3 separate regions of the Zea mays genome follow, and regions 1 and 3 are each linked to region 2. The links are chromatin contacts, called in public Hi-C maps. All regions are on one chromosome and are shown on one strand. The core of a region is the stretch at or near the end of the contact, and the rest is flanking DNA. Distances in the headings are between cores, read along the strand shown.

The links. Hi-C and Micro-C count contacts between places; a contact is called where the count stands out from the background.
Region 1: a contact with region 2 is called in a Hi-C map of ear, with 2.1 times the contacts expected there. The contact joins the promoter of LOC103632556 here to the promoter of LOC100191383 in region 2. A contact is called at or near these places in 2 of 25 Hi-C or Micro-C datasets (ear and endosperm).
Region 3: a Hi-C map of leaf shows a contact between it and region 2, with 4 times the contacts expected there. The contact joins the promoter of LOC109940748 here to the promoter of LOC100191383 in region 2. A contact is called at or near these places in 7 of 25 Hi-C or Micro-C datasets (ear, leaf, root tip and 1 more) and 2 of 3 datasets of contacts at active chromatin or transcription factors (leaf and seedling).

What each region holds. Positions count from the first base shown.
Region 1 is chr7:90,460,637-90,463,336 of Zm-B73-REFERENCE-NAM-5.0, forward strand. It overlaps LOC103632556 (polyadenylate-binding protein-interacting protein 11), which reads left to right and starts at 1,441. Exons shown (of 10, transcript XM_008654319.3): 1 at 1,441-1,890. The coding sequence starts at 1,663.
Region 2 is chr7:90,324,142-90,326,841 of Zm-B73-REFERENCE-NAM-5.0, forward strand. It overlaps LOC100191383, which reads right to left and starts at 1,443. Exons shown (of 11, transcript NM_001136817.1): 1 at 1,376-1,443; 2 at 710-1,074; 3 at 522-630; 4 at 204-240. The coding sequence starts at 1,056.
Region 3 is chr7:90,134,785-90,137,484 of Zm-B73-REFERENCE-NAM-5.0, forward strand. LOC109940748 reads left to right here and starts at 1,274. Exons shown (of 1, transcript XM_020540884.3): 1 at 1,274-2,700. All of the region lies in intron 6 of LOC103633997 (peroxisome biogenesis protein 3-1), which reads left to right.

The sequences.
Region 1 (2,700 bases), core at 191-2,690, 140 kb after region 2:
GTTATCCTAGCCAAAACTGAGCAGCAGCTGGCCGTAACTGGGACTAGGCATCAGCTATGCTGGGCGAAACTGGGCAGCAACAACCTGGGCAAAGCGAACAGACATTTGTAAGCAGCAAGACTATATTTTGATAAAGTTTATATGCTTTTGGTTGGCTAGCGCATGTGTGACGTTATAAGCCTGTAACTCATATTTTTCTCAAACAGTCTTAATCCTAGGTTGCCGAACAAGTGAAGAAGTGTTCCAGGCAAAAGTGTTCCAGTTGGATTAGTTCTGGGCTGGAAAGAGTGAAATAGCCGGATGCACTAAAGCCTGGCCTGGAACAGTTCTTAGTATGGAATTGTTCCAGTGCTACCGAACGGGCTCTGAGTGTTTGAATCTCAAACGAGTCAAAATATTTTATAAATTTTTTAATTCCATCCAATCTACGTCAGATAGAAATAATCCAACAAATCTCTCATTGTGGTCGACCACTCATAAAGTACATCCACAACGAAGCCACTATGACAAAATAAACATGGATATCCTTGGTGCGTGACGCCGAGTTAACTCCGCAAAGCCACGGATTCCGGTAGTGGTTATATGACGACATACTCATTTTTCTTCTCTTTTTTACGTGTGAATCTAGTAAATGGCCGTTGTTAGCACTTGCAACGCACATCCAGAACGAAGCACCTTCGTCAATATAATCGTAAAAAATAACCGTGTATAAGCTTCTTGAGCTTGATATGCATGAAATTATTAGCCATTCATTTGTATTATGACATATACAGAATTATGCCGGTGCATTAGTCATATGAACATGTAAGCTTTAGGCGTGAAGTTGGATATAATAAACTTCGAAAATGAAACATGGAACATAGAGTTTTCGAGATTGCCAAGACGATGGGAGTCATAAAAATCACATCATCTTACTTTAAAAGATATATTTCTCCATTCCAATTTATAATTCGTTTAACTTTTTTGACAATAATTTAACCGGCTCGTCTTATTAAAAATTCATAATTATTGTTTATTACTGTGACATTATTTAACATATAATATATTTTAAGCGTGCCATTGAAATTTTCAATTTATTGCAAAATTTTTGAATAAGACAAGCCTTGGTGTTAAAATGTCAAACGAACCATAACATTTGACCTCAGAGGATTTTGAATCACCGACTCACCGTGGTAATAACGGCTACATACAAAAATGGTGATCATTTTATTCTGGGGCAGGCATTCAAACCATGCTAGTTCCGTGCCCTCCTTCACTGACTAGTGGGCCCCTGCAAGTGGGCGCCTTGTTTCAGGGAGACGGTTTCTGTCAGTGGCTAGCACTCACAAGTCACTCCATCGCATGAACCCTGCGCTGACTGACATCCGGTCCCAACACTCTTTCTGCCCACCGTCAGTGGGTTATTCTACAAGTAGTACTGGTAATAATGAGCGCAGGCTAGCGTCTCTGAGACGAGATCGAAGGGCTGCTAAAGACAACACGTACTCTAGCTAGGGCGTTGGCGTTGCATTGCTTGCCCGCCCGCTTTCCATCTCTATTTCGTGCCGGGAGCAGGAGATCGCCGTGACATCGTCCTCAGCCCGCACGCAAACGCAGAGTCCCCGCGCGCGGCGGCCGCCACAGCACCAGCACCACACCGACGAAGGCGCGGACGAGCGACCCATGGCGCAGGTGAGCGTGGTGACGGCGGCGAGGAGGGAGCTAGCGGGCGCGCTGAACCCCGACGCCAGGGAGTTCCTCCCGTGGTGGCGCCTAGGGGGCAGCAGGAAGCAGCTCTCGGCCGACGCGCCAGAGTTCACGCGGTCCAGCTTGGGGCGAGCGGTGGCCGCAGCCGCCGCCAACGGTGCGGTGATAGCCGCCCCAAACAACGCCGGCGTGGGGAAGGCGGCGGTAAGCACGCAAGCTTGCCTTGGTCACTTTTCTTTCCCGGCCCGATCTTGCTCGCGTTGTCTTCCCTCTCCTTGCTTTACATGTATTATTACAGTAATATAACTTGCTGCCATTTCGTCACCTTCCTTCCGGATTTGATTCCTCTGTGTGCTGATTAATTCGATTCAGCTGTTTTCTTCTTTCGGTGTTTGCTATACGCTTGGCGCGATCACATTCGTATCGCTGTTCTTTCTGGTCAGATCGGTAATCGATTTGTAAAAATAGCCGCGCGCAATTTGATTCAGATCGGGGGATTCTTAGTTAGCTACTAGCTACTGTGTGGGTGGATCGGTGGACACATGCATGCATACATGTAGCGGCATAATTGAGAAAGAGGCTCTTGTTACTCGCTCCCTGTGCTTCAGGTCCTCCATGTTCTTTTCTAGGGCAGTAGGGCAGGGCTACCATTGTTTCCTGGTTGGCCTGTGCACAAAGGTCGACGCAGTATTTCATTAAGACGAAGACACACAGATATATTTTGCCTGAATAATTGGATCGTTTCTCTCTACCTAGATGCTCTGTCACACCAGAAATTATTACTTTGTTTGTTGATCCTCATATTTGCCAGAGCAGGAATATTCAGCCTCAGACTCCAAGCCCCCTCCCTGACAAATGATATGCCTATAGTTCCTTCCACTGTGCCAGCCGCAGCCACATTCATCAGTCCTCCTGGATCTCTCTCGATTTAAGTGCATTGGATATCGTCAATGTTTCTCTTCCTCCATCATTTCAGAAAGGAAAAGGAAAAAACCAACTTGTCAGATTTTTTTT
Region 2 (2,700 bases), core at 193-2,692:
ACGCTTTGGCGTGTGGAACAACGAGAAGATTTTTTTTTAACCCAACCTGAAATTCACTCCCATGGGGAGTCAAACTAAGGAACTGAAGAGTGCTACTCAGACCACATAACTAATTCAGCTAGAGGGCCTTACAGTCGATCTAAGACCAATAGTTCCTAGACAAGCAAGGAGCAAGTAATAATTAACTTTGGAGTGTTGAATACCTTCAATTACAGCCTTCTTTGCAGCTTTAATATCCATCTGCAAAATAATTGGGCAGTATTTAGATAACAGCAGAGCATTTCAATTTTTTAACAAAGGTGCATCTAAAATGAACTGGGAATATCTTAATTATATGGCAAACCATGAAAATTTTGCATAAAATAACACTAGCAAGAAAATGCGTACATATAACAGAAACTATTTGTTCCTAAGCTATGGAAACATAGCAAAAAAAATGCCTATAAGAGAAGTTTCAAAGGGAAGAAAGTGTCAGAACAACTAACATAAACACAAAAAAACAGTGGAAAATGTAAACAGACCAACTCACGTGGTAATCCTGCAGCGATGACATTCTGATGCAAATGCTTCTGTGCATAATCTGCCGCCAAGCGACCACCATGCCCGTCATAAATCGCAAAATGTACGCACCTGCACCATCCAGTACACCTCAAACTACATACATCAGCAATGCATGCGAGTACTTAATATGAACAGGAAAGATGATGACCTCAAGCTTCCTGGGGATTCTGCACCAGCATTGGGGAGCACCACCCAGGCGTCCTCCATAGTGTGCCTGCAACCCTTGTCGTCCGCCGCATCAGCCTCGACAACAGTCAATACCATCTTCTGCTCACCCAAAACCTTAGAGTTTGCAGCGCATTCCCCATCTGAAACGCATTTGTCCGATGGTGCTTCGCTTTCCTTTTGGCAGGTCCTCCTAGCTTCAGCATCCATTTGCTGTGAAACACTAGACTCTACACTGTCCCCCGTTTCAGAAGCAGTGTCGGTGCCTTTGATGCGCTTGGATGTACTATCATCATCGGCGTAGCTGCCTTCACGCTTTTGATGAGCCATGGTGATTATTTATTGGGCCTAAAATGCAAACATGAGGCGAAACTTAGTGAGGAGCCTATGCTCTGAAATTTCGCAACTCAACAACTTTTCGAGAGAAAAAAAATCAACTGAAACATGCAGCATAGTCATGGGCGCATCATTTATAGGGCATGGTTTATCCGACAATAGTTTTTGCCAGAAATCGAAGTTAGTGGATATGTAGTACACATATCCATGGAAATTGGATCGGATCCGAATCCGAATACATGTAGCTTAGTTAGGGTTTCGGGTGCTCGATTCGCAGAGGGAGGTGAAGGAAGGGGAAGGGGCGTACGCGTACCTGGTCGCTCTTCACCGGCTAAGGCGGAGGAGACCTGATGAAGGGCGGCGCGACCAGGAAAGAAAGCGACGAGAGGGAGAGAGCGAGCAGGGAGAGGGAGGAGGGCACGGCAATACGGGAGAAGCAGAAAGTGGGCGGGGCCTCGTGCACTCACCCGACTGGCAACAGGTTCACAGCCCATAGCCCAGTACGGGCCTGCAGCTGCTTCCTGGCCTTAGACGTGAAAGGACATGTTTTCCTCGATCAAAATTAAAAGCTAGGGATGGTTGGTTTCTGATCAAAGTTTAGTCCATAATATCAATGAGTACTAAGTCCTGTTTGGTTCGTGACTAATTACGTCACACTTTGCCTAAGATTAGTCATCTAAATTGAAGAACTAACTTTAGGCAGAAAAGTTAGACAAAGTGTGGCAAGTTAGGAGTGAACCAAACATACCCTTAAACTATTGTTTGACGCGCGCGAGCGCACGTTATTATTGTTTTTTTGTGATGATACAAATTTTTATGTGTAAAAAGATGTTATATATGAAGGTACAGGTATAATGTAATATTAATATTCTCTTTTTATGCAAATAAAGGGAAGGTTTAAATATTAATACTGGCTCGGTATTGTTCATTATAAAAAAAATTATAGATTGTATTTGTCAGTTATCTTCAATTAGTGGGTAGCATGATCTAAGGGCTAACAGCTAACTGTATATGCATATATTGTATCTAGAAATAAAACGATGACATACATAGTCTTCAAGCCATATTTAAGTGGGTCATTGTCTAAAACAAATATAAGCTGAAGTACATCAGCTGCATTTAGTAGAATATCTAAAGGGTTATTTAAATGTGCATTCATTGTATTTGGTATTTTGGTTACAAAATGGTAGGCATCCGCAACAGTTCCCTCTAAATTTTGCCCTCTATACCTCACTTTTTCGACACGTCACCCAGATTTCACCCTTCCGCAACGGTTCTACCTAAATTCTCCACATATACCCACTACAACCACAAAATATCATTTTCTATAACTATTTACTATTTATCATCTATTATCATTCTTTCTAAACTAACAATTAATAGCAGACACAAAAGTCAAGAAAGCTACATCGTTTAGAGGAACACTAGAAGGGAGGGAGAGAGAAACTTATCGTTGTTTAGGGGGCAGCGGAGGGGGGCACCGCTGTAGCTTTTAGCATCGCACTGCAGCCCCTACACGTAGCGGAGGGGGCAGCGTGCGGTAACCGCTGCGCATAGCATAAGATTGATAGCAAAAACTGAGACATCGTAGGTAAGAGCATTTTTATGGGTTTGATGTGGTTGCATCTATCATTCGTG
Region 3 (2,700 bases), core at 24-2,523, 190 kb before region 2:
TAATGCATTATGCATTAAGCTCTGTTCAGTTATTGCGAGTTCATGATTTGCACCACAACGATGCAGTTTTTCTTTGCTCAATCCGCTGTATGACCAGTTCTCATCTTTTGTTGCTTCCATGAGTTAACTTTGAATTCACTAATACTTATTGTTAGAATACCCGTTTTGGGTTTGGGGATTTCCCCGTGCAATTACTATCTCACCCCTCTGTAATGGGCCTGGCCCAGTTTACTCAGTCTATTAATACATCACCCAACCCCTGTTAGGGTTAGGGTTTCCTATTCTAACTTGGTACCAGAGCTAGGTTTAGTTTTTTCCCTTTCTCTCGGGCGCCGCCACCCCAGCCGCCCAACCCGCCGCCCCCCTCTCCTTCCTCCGGCCGCCGCCGGCCCTTCCCCTTGCCCCGGCCGCCGCCTCCTGCCCCTCTGCTTCCGGCCCGCGGCCCCTCTCCTCCACCCAGCCGCGCTCCTTCGGGCGCTTGTCTTTCTCCAAACGCGCGCGAGCCGCCGACCGGCGGGGGCGCCGCGCTGCCGTATTTCGACGCCTTCGCCGACCGCCTCGGCGCCGGCCCGCAGGCGCTCCTCAGGTTCCCAGGCGTGGAGGCGCTGTCGGTGGCCGCCGTCCTCGAGGCGCCCGGGGAGGTCGTCGCCAAGTCCGCGCACAGCACGCTGTACTGCACCGCCGTGCGCTCCGGGGAGGCCGCCGTGCTGCTGAGGTTCGTGCGCCCCGCGTGCGTCGTCGTCGGCGCCGACGAGGCCTATGCCGCCGCGCGGCGGATCGGCGCTGTCAGCCACCCCAACCTCGTGCTGCCCCACACGGTGTTCATCGGCCCTAGGGGTGAGAAGCTGCTCGTCATTCACTCTTCGTCCAGCCTTCCATCGGATCCCCGTCCGACCGTCCCCTGCTCGTTTTCCTAGTGCTCGGCTGCTCCAGTGCTCCTGACTGCTCCTGTGCTCGGCCCTTGCTGTAGTGCTGCTCGGTCGCATCGGCACCTGCTGCAGATCTGCTCGACCTCGGCTGCTCGGCTTCCTGTTCCTTCTGCGTGCTCTGCCTCGCGCTCCCCTGCGACGAGGGCCTCTTCGAACACGTCCTGACGACCATTTCCCCTCTGCCTGTCAGTCGCCGCGGGCTCGCCTCACCCGACAGAACGCGCACCAGAGCCGCCGCCGTAGCCATTGATTGCATAATTGCAGCCGCACTCCCCATCTCCCTCTCTTCCATCTCCCACCACAAAGCACCACCTCTCTCTTCTCCATTCCTCTTCCCTTGTGAGCGGCTCATCCAAGGAGCACAACCTCCTTCCGCGTGTATCCCCTCGTTGCTGAACGCCGTGCATCCCTTTGCTGCACCATTCGCCATTCACTTCTCCACTCTCTCATGGCTTCACCCCCTTTCGACGGGCTCACCGTGCGTGTCCTCCACGATGGTCAGCTTGTCCAGGGCACCCTCGTGGCCTTCGATCGCACCATGAGCCCTGTCCTCCGTGACTGTGTTGAAATCCACCCCACGGCCGGTCGTCACGTGTCCGGACCCCTTGTCTTTCCTCGTACAATGATAGCCTCCCTGGCAATCGAGCCCCCTTTGTCCCCCTCCCCTCCTAGTAACCACGCTAGCGCTCCTCCTCTGGCTCTTTCAGCGCACCCTGCGGCCTTCCCTCTATCTCCCTCTCCCGTCGATTGGGTGGTTGACTTTGGGGCCTCCTTCCACACTACCCCCACAACTAGTTCGTTATTCCACTCCCATCCACCACACCCCTCACATCCTTCCTCCATCTTCGTCGGCAACGGTTCCACCCTCCCGGTCACCTCAGTAGGTGCATCGGTTCTTCCAGGACCATTCTGCCTTAACGACGTCTTTCTTGCTCCCGGACTGACTCATCCCCTCCTCTCGGTTCGTCGCTTCACTAGTGACAACCAGTGCTCTATGGAGTTCGACCCCTTGGGTCTCACCATACGCCACCTTCCCATACATGCTGTGCTCGCTCGCTGTGACAGCTCTAGCCCCCTCTTTTCTCTTCACTTGCCCTCCACTCTCCACACCAGAGTAGCCTCATCTCCTGCACTTACTACTACCACCACATCACATGCTCTTGCTACTACCACCACCTTCTCCGCCATTTGGCATCGTCGTCTTGGGCACCCTGGACCTGACGTCATGTCCCAGCTTTCCGGCCACTCAGACATATCCTATACTCGGGGCTCTTCTGAGCGCCTCTGTCATGCTTGTCAGCTCGGCCGTCACTCCCGTCTTCCTTTTTCCACTTCCACGTCCAGGGCTGTTCAGGCCTTTGATCTTGTCCGCTGTGATGTCTGGACGTCTCCTGTCCTTAGCCTCTTCGGCTACAAATACTACCTGGTCATTCTGGACGACTACTCCCATTTACTTTGGACTTTCCCCCTTCGGCTGAAGTCCGACACGTTTACCACCCTCACTTCTTCGCCTGGGTATCCACCCAGTTCCGGCGCCCGGTCCGTGCACTGCAGTGCGACAACGGCCGCGAGTTCGACAACCACGCCTCTCGGTCATTCTTCCTCACCAGTGGCATTCAGTTGCGTCTCTCGTGCCCCTACACCTCCACCCAGAACGGCTGGGCAGCGCATGATTCGCACCACCACCAACATGATCCGCTGCCTTCTCTTCCAGGCAAATCTCCCTGCGAGCTACTGGGCAGAGGCCCTGCACACCGCCACCCACCTCCTC